Regions from separate parts of the Sus scrofa genome. Here region 1 is linked to region 2. A link is a contact called in public promoter capture Hi-C data. All regions are on one chromosome and are shown on one strand. The core of a region is the stretch at or near the end of the contact, and the rest is flanking DNA. Distances in the headings are between cores, read along the strand shown.

Region 1 (4,536 bases), core at 290-2,789, 140 kb before region 2:
ATCTTTAACCCACTGTGTCACAGTGGGAACTCCCCGTTTTGGAATTTGTATTGGTACCATATTGATTTTGTGAAAGATTAGTTTGGGGAAGAATTGTCACCTTTGTTATGTGGATGATGATGATATGTGTGTGTGTGTGTGTGTGTGTGTGTGTGTGTGTATGGGGACGTTCGTGTTTACCAAGTCGACTTGATAATAAGGGAAATAAGGGTGCCAATACAGAAAGGTACAAGGCAAATGGAAGTTCAGTGAAGTTCCCAGTGGTGCAACTGATGGGCATGGTCTTGGGATGCTGGGAAGAATTTAGGGAAGGTTGTTGGTCCTGGTGTTTTGTGAGTTGACTGTGCACCTGAAGGTGTGAGTGGGACCCTCCGCTGTGTGCAAGCCAACTTGCATACATTTAGCACACAGAGGAGCTCAATCAATGTTTGCTGTACCAGTGCACAAATGAGTGAATCAATTTTTTTATTTTTGTCTTTTTAGGGCCGCACCCGAGGCATATGGAGGTTCCCAGGCTAGGGGTCTAATTGGAGCTACAGCTGCCGGCCTCCGCCACAACCACAGCAACGCCAGATCCGGGGGGCGTCAGCGACCCACACCACGCTCACCGCAACACCGGATCCTTAACCCACTGAGCGAGGCCAGGGATCAAACCCGAAACCTCGTGGTTCCTAGTTGGATTCGTTTCCGCTGCGCCACGATGGGAACTCCTGAATCAATGAATTTTTGGAGAGGTTATTGTATACCAAAAAATCTGCTAGCACTATTCATAAATTACTTCTACTCCCTATAAAAATGTCGCCAGACAGGTATTAAGACCCCCATTTGACGGCCAAGAAAGCTGAGGCTCCGAGAGGGTAAGTCCCTTGTCCATATCCAAACCCAGTTCTGTATAACAACAGAAGTCATCCACCGAAGGGAGCGGATCTAATGTCCATCTTTCCACTCATTCAGCCATCCGTCAAGGATTTTACTAAGCACCTACAGTGTAGCACAACGACCTAGTACAACAACCGCTCTGAACAACAAAGAGCAGACGGAGCGCTTCCTGGAAGACCAGCTGGATCGCTGGACTGTAGGTACCGAGAGGGCAGGGTTTCTGGTGCGCAATTCAAGGGAACGTAGCTGCCTAGGCCTCAAGGCTTAGGCTTTGGCTTAGCAGGCACCGCTAGATCAAGGTTGGAGCGCGGTCTGGAGAGTGGATATTACGAATGCTGGCCGAGAGAGGGCGCGATTCCGCAGCTAGAAGCGTAGCCTGGAGAGCCTCCGCGCGCCGACCGGGCTTCAGTACGCAGGCGCAGAGGCCCTAAGGAGCGGCTTACTATCTTGCGGAGGGATAATTTGAGAAGAAGAGGCGTGACTCAATCAAATTACCTCTCATTGATTTGCCTCTCTCTGAGGGCGTGGCCTAGGTGCCCCCTTCTCGGAAAAAGGGCCTGCCGAATCTAGTCTTCTTTTGGCTTCGGAGGCGTAGCTTAGGGCGGGCCCTTGAAACATCCCTCGACGATTGGTCGTCTCACCCAGAGGGCGTGGCCCGGCGAGCTGTCTATCCATCATGCGGTCACTTCCTGTGGAGTTTCCCCAGCCCAGGGAGGAGGGGGAAGAGGACGAGGGGGAGGAAGGCGGTCGTCCGGGGTTAGGTTGGGGGGGGTGTCGGTCCGTTTAGGGCGGGGGATGACTCACGGCCCATCCCATCTCCCCGACGCCGCCCGCCGGCGCAGAGCTCGCTCCATGGCTTAGCGGAGGAGGCGGTGGCGAGCGGGGGAGGGGGACTCTTATTTTGTTGGGGGGACCGGGCCGAGGCCCGACCGGCCTGGCAGGGCTCGCCCGGGGCCGGGCGTCATGTCTCATGCGGCCGAGCCAGCTCGGGACGGCGTAGAGGCCAGCGCGGAGGGCCCTCGAGCCGTGTTCGTGCTGTTGGAGGAGCGCAGGCCGGCCGACTCGGCCCAGCTGCTCAGGTGCGGGGCCGCCTGGGACCGGTAGTGCTGACTGGGGTTCCCGGGGGCCTGATCTGGGGGCAGCGGGGGCCCAGGACTGTGATCGGAGGCCCTTGGCCTAGGCTTGGAGGACGTCGGGGCGCCCGACTTGGGGGGGGCACCTAAGGAATCTGGCGGTGGCCTGCTTGGACTGAGGCTTAAAGGAGTCGTGGAAGTACATTAAGAGAGGCCTTGTTCAGATTTGGGGGGCCCTTGACTGGGTCTAGAGGGACTGATTCTGTTGTGTCCACAAACTGGTCTAACGTCGCTGAACTTCAGGGACTGAGACTCTGATTAGAGGTTGAATTTGGGATTCTTGAGTCAGGTATGAGGAGAATGAATTTAAGGGGCCACTCTGTAAGTGAGGTACTGATTTTAAGGCTTCTTTTCCCCTCAGAGAGAGGGTCCTAGGAGTCAGAGGTGCTGTCTCAGGAGCTTGGTGACTCCCAGTGGCTGGTTGCTGGAGGCTGTGTTTGGGGAAACTTGACTCTGAAGGGATTTGGGGCTATCTCAGATATGCTGCGTGGGACCAGCCTTGGGAGTGTGTGCGAGTGCACAAGAAAAGCAACATTCATCAAGACTTGATCAGAATAATCCCTCCACTTGCCCACCCGTCCAGCTGGGTCAGATCCAAGGGATAGTGGGAAAGTCCTCTTCTCACACCCTCAACAGGGGCTTGAATGGGAGTCAGTCAGACAGACAGGCAATGGAGGTGGTGCTAACACTTAACTCATTGAAGGCCTCATCAGACCTTATTGGGGAACCCAGAGGAGGATCTTGTTCCTGAGGCCACCTGCCCTAGCCTCTCAGCCAGCCCTTTTCACCCCCTACACACACACACACACACACTCAGACACAGGTACTTTTTTTTTTTTTTATCTCGCCCTCCTTGTCTGTCTCTCAGGCCCTGGAGACAATCTTGAATCTGACCCCAGAGCTGGAATGAGCACCAATTGCACCATCCCTGGCTGGGTAGTTCTTCTCTGACCTCTCAGCCTCACTTCTATCAACAGGCCTGTAAGCCCCAGCCCTCTCAGTCTAGTGCCCACCGCTTCCAGGATGAGAGCATGGGAGGGGGGCTTTGCCTACTTTCTGGCTGGGATTGTGCCTAGCTCAGCAGCTCCCCGAGCTTCCTCTTCCCGACTTCCTGGGTGGTTTTAGGGCCCCATCTGTGGGTGAAGAAAGAAAGGAAGACAGATCCTTGGGGAGGGGCAAGAATTCTTGTCAAGTGAAGTCAACCACAGTCTGAGGATTCAAGATCTTCTGACAAAATTCAGGGATGCATGTCCATGTGCCCCCATGTTAGTGGCCCTCACACTTTAGGGTCTTGCAGCTGGCATGGAGGGTTGAGCCAGGAGCCTTTCCATCATAACAATTTACCATCATCTCCTACTGCTTTTATAACGACCTGGATCATGATAGTGGTGGGAATAGTTGAAAGGGAGGGGTGTACCTGGCTTATTATTTTGGGTGCTTGTGGGTGTTGGTATGGAAGGTGTGTTTGTGTTGCGATTTATCCAAAAAACCAGGAGAGCGCTGGGCAGGCTCCTCTGACCTAGAGAAGAATGTTCCTACAAAGTGATCCTCCACTCCAGTTCTCCCTCTTGTAAATCCAGATCGTTGAGCCTAGGGGAGTCTTTATTATTTCCATTTCTTTCTTTTTTTTTTTTTTTGGTTGGATGTTGGCATCCCTCGAACTCCGACTGGGGCGGGGTTGGTGGGGGGAGAGACTTATTTGCAAAGTAGTGGATCCTCTGTAAAGTGAATCAGCCTCCCCAGTTCACTTTGTGTCACAATGGACTGTTCTGCCAAGGGGTGCTCTCCTACTGCATCTGTGGACCCCCGTGGGCTCGCATTCCGCAGCCACGAAAGCAGTGGGGAGTGTGGGGGCTGGGAGAACTCTGAATGCAAAGTCAGGAGTCCCGCAAAGTGAATCGTCACTCCTAAATTCTTCATTTCTCTTCTCCTGAAACCCAGGTTGTACACGGGATTGTTAGAGCGGGGCGCTGGGACCCAGGCGCTCTTATTATTTTGAATCTTAAGGACCTGTGGGTAACACAGAGCAAAAGAGAGTGGGGAGGGGAGACGACATGGGGATTCATGGTGGTGGTTTCAGCAGAGTGGCCAAATGTGAGGGATACGCTCTGTTCTCCCTCCTGGTCTCATCCTGTCTCTTCTCTCGTCTCTTCTCTCCTCTCCTGTCTCTGTCTCTCGGGGCAATGACATCTCCATACAATCACTGACCAACACCCCTGCCTTCCCCCCACCCTCAGCCTGAATTCTTTGCTTCCGGAATCCGGGATTGTTGCTGACATCGAATTAGAAAACATCCTCGATCCTGACAGCTTCTACGAGCTCAAAAGCCAACCCCTATCATTACGGTCAAGGTATGTTTGTCTCCTCTGTGGGACTCCCCTCCCCATTCCCGAGGCCCCTCCATCCCCTCTCGATGGGCACAGGCCCTCAGTGCCAAGCCCAACCCCTTCTCTCGCCAGCCCGAGTTTGTCAGATAGTAAAATGAAGGGCCAGGAAGAGCATGTGGAAAGCCAGAGGCCACGCT
Region 2 (4,388 bases), core at 136-2,635:
CCCCTAGCCCGGGAACTTTCATATGCCGTGGGTGTGGCCATAAAAAGACCAAACATTTTAAAAAAGGTACATGAGTACCTGGACCTCAGTTGGCCGATCACAGGTTTCAACTGTGTATACAGCTAACAATGAAATGTCTATTTCAGCAATAACATAGTGCCTGTCACACAATAGGTCCAAAATAGATCATCAGCTATAATCATTAGTGTTGTTAGTAAGAAACGTACCACGGGCACAAGGCCCGGTATTCAGTAAGCTTAAAATAAATATCAATGACCATTATCCGTATTATTAACCAAAGATCTATGCTTGGCACACAACAAACCTGTAATAGATGTCACCTGTCAATAAAGTGAAAATGAGTTTTCCAGTACACGGCCACACCTTAGCCCAAAATAGATGCCAACTTTTACTGTAATGACAGTAAGGTATAAATACTGGCAACGGCAGCACAGCAGGCCAAAATGACAGATCCTATCATTATCCTTGTTTTGTTTTTTGTTTTTTTGCCTTTTCTTGGGCCGCTCCCGCGGCATATGGAAGTTCCCAGGCTAAGGGTCCAATCGGAGCTGAGCTGCCAGCCTACGCCAGAGCCACAGCAACGCCAGATCCGAGCCGCGTCTGCGACCTACACCACAGCTCACGGCAACGCTGGATCCTTAATCCACTGAGCAAGGCCAGGGATCGAACCCGCAACCTCATGGTTCCTAGTCGGACTCGTTAACCACTGCGCCACGACAGGAACTCCCCTACCATTATTTTACATACTGTAAACCATAATGCATATGCCAGCCACTTAAGCAGACCCGAAATACATGTCAGTTATTGAACTGGTGAACAAGTCGGTATATATCGCCTGAACAGTACCTGGCTCTACAGTAGATCTGAAAAAAATGTTACCTACTAGTATGGTAAAGAACAAAATATCAGCCTCCTCCCACTGTATTTGGTCCAAAAGAGGCTGTAATAGATGTCAGTTTACTATTAATATCCTTAGATACTCTTCCAGGGATCGATTGGATTAAATCTGGCGTATGAAGATCCAAGATAAGCATCAGCTGTCAGTATTAGGTACGACTAAAGCTGAAATGTCTATTCCCTGCCCCACCCCCACCGTAGGCGTCCGCGCGCACGCGGTAGGAATCGGCGTCAGGAATACGTATTGTTTACAACAAAATGTCTGCCAGCCCACTGCTTGGTATATAGTAGGCCCATACTAGGGATCGAGTGGCAATATCAACAACAAAGTGCCTGTCAAGCCTGGCACATGGTAGGCCCATCTGCTCTTAGCTCTCTCACCGGGCTCGAGATGTTTGAGGATGCCTCTCTTGGCCAAGCGGGTCTGCAACGCAACGGGCAGCGGCATAGCGGGTAGCAGACAGACCTAGGGAAGGACAGACGAGAAAGCAGTTCAGATAAGGATTTGAATCTGGAGCTCGTAAGCAAGCGCCTCTCCCCAACATGCACTCATCTAGACTCCCACCTACCCACCTGCACCAGGAGCTGGGCAACAGAACCTACCCGCTAAAAGGTGGAAGGGATAAACGGCAGTATCACCGAAATTCTCGCCAACTCTCCTCTCCAGGCGGGGTGCTCCGGGACAGGACTCCTCTCCCAGGCCTCCTCTCCCAGGCCTAGGCTCCACCCATCGCCGAAGGGGCCAAGCGCCGCTCCCCCGCGCCCCAGAAATGGGCTCACCCAACGTCCCCCAAAGACTGCCGGGTGGAAGGAACCAAGGAGCAGGGGTGGGGGGAGCAGGGTTTCCTCTAGCTCCAAAAAATGCGCCCACCCCGACATTACCAATACAGTCACGCGGGTTGCGGAAGGCTGTCAGACTGTCGGCCTCTCTCTCGACGCCTTTATGATCGCCAGGACCACGACTCTTTTTCTCCTGAGGGAAAGAATGAGGCCCTCTCTCCCTGAGCCAGAGGTAACTGGGCGACGCTCGGGCTGCAGAGAACAGATGACGGAAACCTAACTGGCCAATGAGAGTGCGCCTTGGCCTGACGTCTGGCGAAAGGACCCAATCATTACCTTGGAATAGGTGGAAAGCTCGGGCGCCTGTGTGCGTTTACAGTGGGGGTGTGGCCCGGCCGGGATTTAGCCAGACTGCGCGGCCGGACGCCGGCGCCATGGAGGAGTACGCTCGGGAGCCTTGGTACGGCGAGGGGCACAGGCCTCGGGACTCTTGCTGCGGCGCCACGGCCAGCGGTGGGAGGCGGGCGGGGGAGGCGCTGGCTACACAGCGCCACGTCCCAGACTCGGGAGACTTTTAAACGTTTGTTGTCTCCTTCCGCTCCCGTCCACTTGTTTCCTTACTTGGGCTCCGTTAAGAGGGGCCACAACTGTGTGCTTGAAGGAGCTGGTGCGGTGCAGGACGAACCACTCCACGTTTCCCTTGACTCTTGTCCCCGGTCCCTCTTGTTAACGGAAAGAGACACGTTGGTCGAATCCATTCCAGCCGGGGGGTGGTGTGTTGCTAGGCGGAAATCCCCAGGGTTACCGCGCGTGGTTTTTCCCAGGTCCCTTTGGTGAATGGAGGCGGGGCTTGGGTGAGCCCACTGTGGGCAAGGAGGGGGTGTCGGATCGTCCCCACGGTCTGCAGCTAGGTTTTTCCTCCCTCGTGCAAGGTGAAGAAAGGGAAGAGCGTGGCTGGACGAGCTCATTGTCGGAGGAGGGGGTGCGACCCCCGTTGTACTTTACAGTGCCAGCTTGTTAACACTTCCGTAGCGCTTATTTAAACGTGCCCACTCTTTGCTTGCAATCAAGTCATTTAATCTTTGCTAGCAGTAAACCAGTTGGCTGTGAAGGAGAGGGGCGGACAAGGGCAACGACTAATGTTTTTCCCCCTTCCGCACTGTTTCTTTGCGAGAATATGGAGGAAAATACCCTCTTTATTATTTGAAGTGCTGCTCCCCATTTGAGTGACGTAGTTTCTCCCAGCTGGAAAGTGTCCTTGTGACATAAAATGGGGGAGGGCTCACATTAACCCTATCCTCCCCTTCCCGCTTGCAGCCCATGGCGAATTGTGGATGATTGCGGTGGAGCCTTCACTATGGGTGTTATCGGCGGTGGAGTCTTCCAGGCCATTAAGGGCTTCCGCAATGCCCCTGTCGTGAGTCCTGACCTTCCTTGGGTGGTGCGGGGGTCTTGCCCCGCCCACATGGGAAAACCGCTTGGAGTGCCAGTCACGGGCACTTAATCATTCTGGTGCCTGCCCACCTACTGTGTGCCAGGCCTGGTTCCACGATCTGGGAGTTTGGGGGAACTGCATACATGACCTCTGCCCCTCACCCCCCACCCAACTGGAGCTCCTCTTTGGAAATGCTGTGCTGTCAAAAGGTTTTGTCATCACAAAACTTAAAGGTGTGTGTGCAAAGCCAGACAGATGTTACCTAAAGACAGACTCTGGGTTGGAAGCCTGGCTAGAGGGAAGTGATAGGAGTTTAATTGGCAGGAGGAGGACAGCCTTAAAATTGACAATATGCTTTTAATTGAACATACTCAATTCTGTCTCTCTGAACAACTCCCCCCTCCCCCTTCCTGAGAGATCTCATCAAATGTATGACTTTTTGGGTTTTTTGGTCTTTTAGGGCCGTACCTGCAGCATGTGGAAGTTCCCAAGCTAGGGGTCGAATTGGAGCTACAGCTGCCGGCCACAGCCACAGCCACAGCCACGCGGGATCTGAGCCACGGTTGCGACCTACACCACAGCTCAGGGCCACGCTGGATCCTTAACCCACTGAGCAAGGCCAGGGATCACGCCCGAGTCCTCATGGATACTGGTTGGGTTCATTATCGCTGAGCCACAACAGGAACTCCTCAAATGTCATGACTTGAAATGCCATTTAATGTCAGAGTCTCTGCAATTTCTCTCTCTAGCCCTGTCCCTCTCCCACCTTCTGGAACTCTCTTTTCTGGATCTTTGCCCGACTCTCTCCCTCTCTTCCTCAGGGTCTCAGCCCCCAACCCCAAAGAGGCCTTTACTGACTGCTCAGCCACTCTCAGATCTCTTCATCCTATTATCTCTATTACCTGCGGCTGTCTGAAGCTATCTGGTTCACCTGTGCCCTTGTTCAGGATCTGTTCCTCCTATACTGTGAACTCTGAGAGGGTAGGAGCCAGGTCTACCGTGTTCACTGCTGGAACCCTGCTTATGGCATGGGGGCCTGGCACACTGGTGCTCAGTAACTACTGAATAAGTGAATGAATGAATGAGTAACATCTCAGGCCACTTATGTGGGGGTGCTCCCTAGCCCTCCTAGTTCTTGGCCACTGCTCCACATCTCTACCCCTGACACCCCTACTACCTTTCCAGCCCCAGTGCCTCTCCTAAAAGCTAGAAACCTTGTCTGCCGTGGACCTCAACCCTGCTCTGACTCCCGTCC

The links. Promoter capture Hi-C pulls out the DNA fragments that hold promoters and counts their contacts.
Region 1: a promoter capture Hi-C map of liver shows a contact between it and region 2, with 4 times the contacts expected there. The contact joins the promoter of TFE3 here to the promoter of PQBP1 in region 2. A contact is called at or near these places in 1 of 5 promoter capture datasets (liver) and 1 of 2 datasets of contacts at active chromatin or transcription factors (alveolar macrophages).

Annotation. Positions count from the first base shown.
Region 1 is chrX:43,113,380-43,117,915 of Sscrofa11.1, reverse strand. It overlaps TFE3 (transcription factor E3), which reads left to right and starts at 1,539. Exons shown (of 10, transcript XM_003135074.6): 1 at 1,539-1,958; 2 at 4,250-4,363. The coding sequence starts at 1,843.
Region 2 is chrX:42,973,643-42,978,030 of Sscrofa11.1, reverse strand. It overlaps PQBP1 (polyglutamine binding protein 1), which reads right to left and starts at 1,385. Exons shown (of 6, transcript NM_001246668.1): 1 at 1,300-1,385. The coding sequence starts at 1,366. TIMM17B (mitochondrial import inner membrane translocase subunit Tim17-B) reads left to right here and starts at 1,744. Exons shown (of 6, transcript XM_003360308.4): 1 at 1,744-2,158; 2 at 3,016-3,115. The coding sequence starts at 1,986.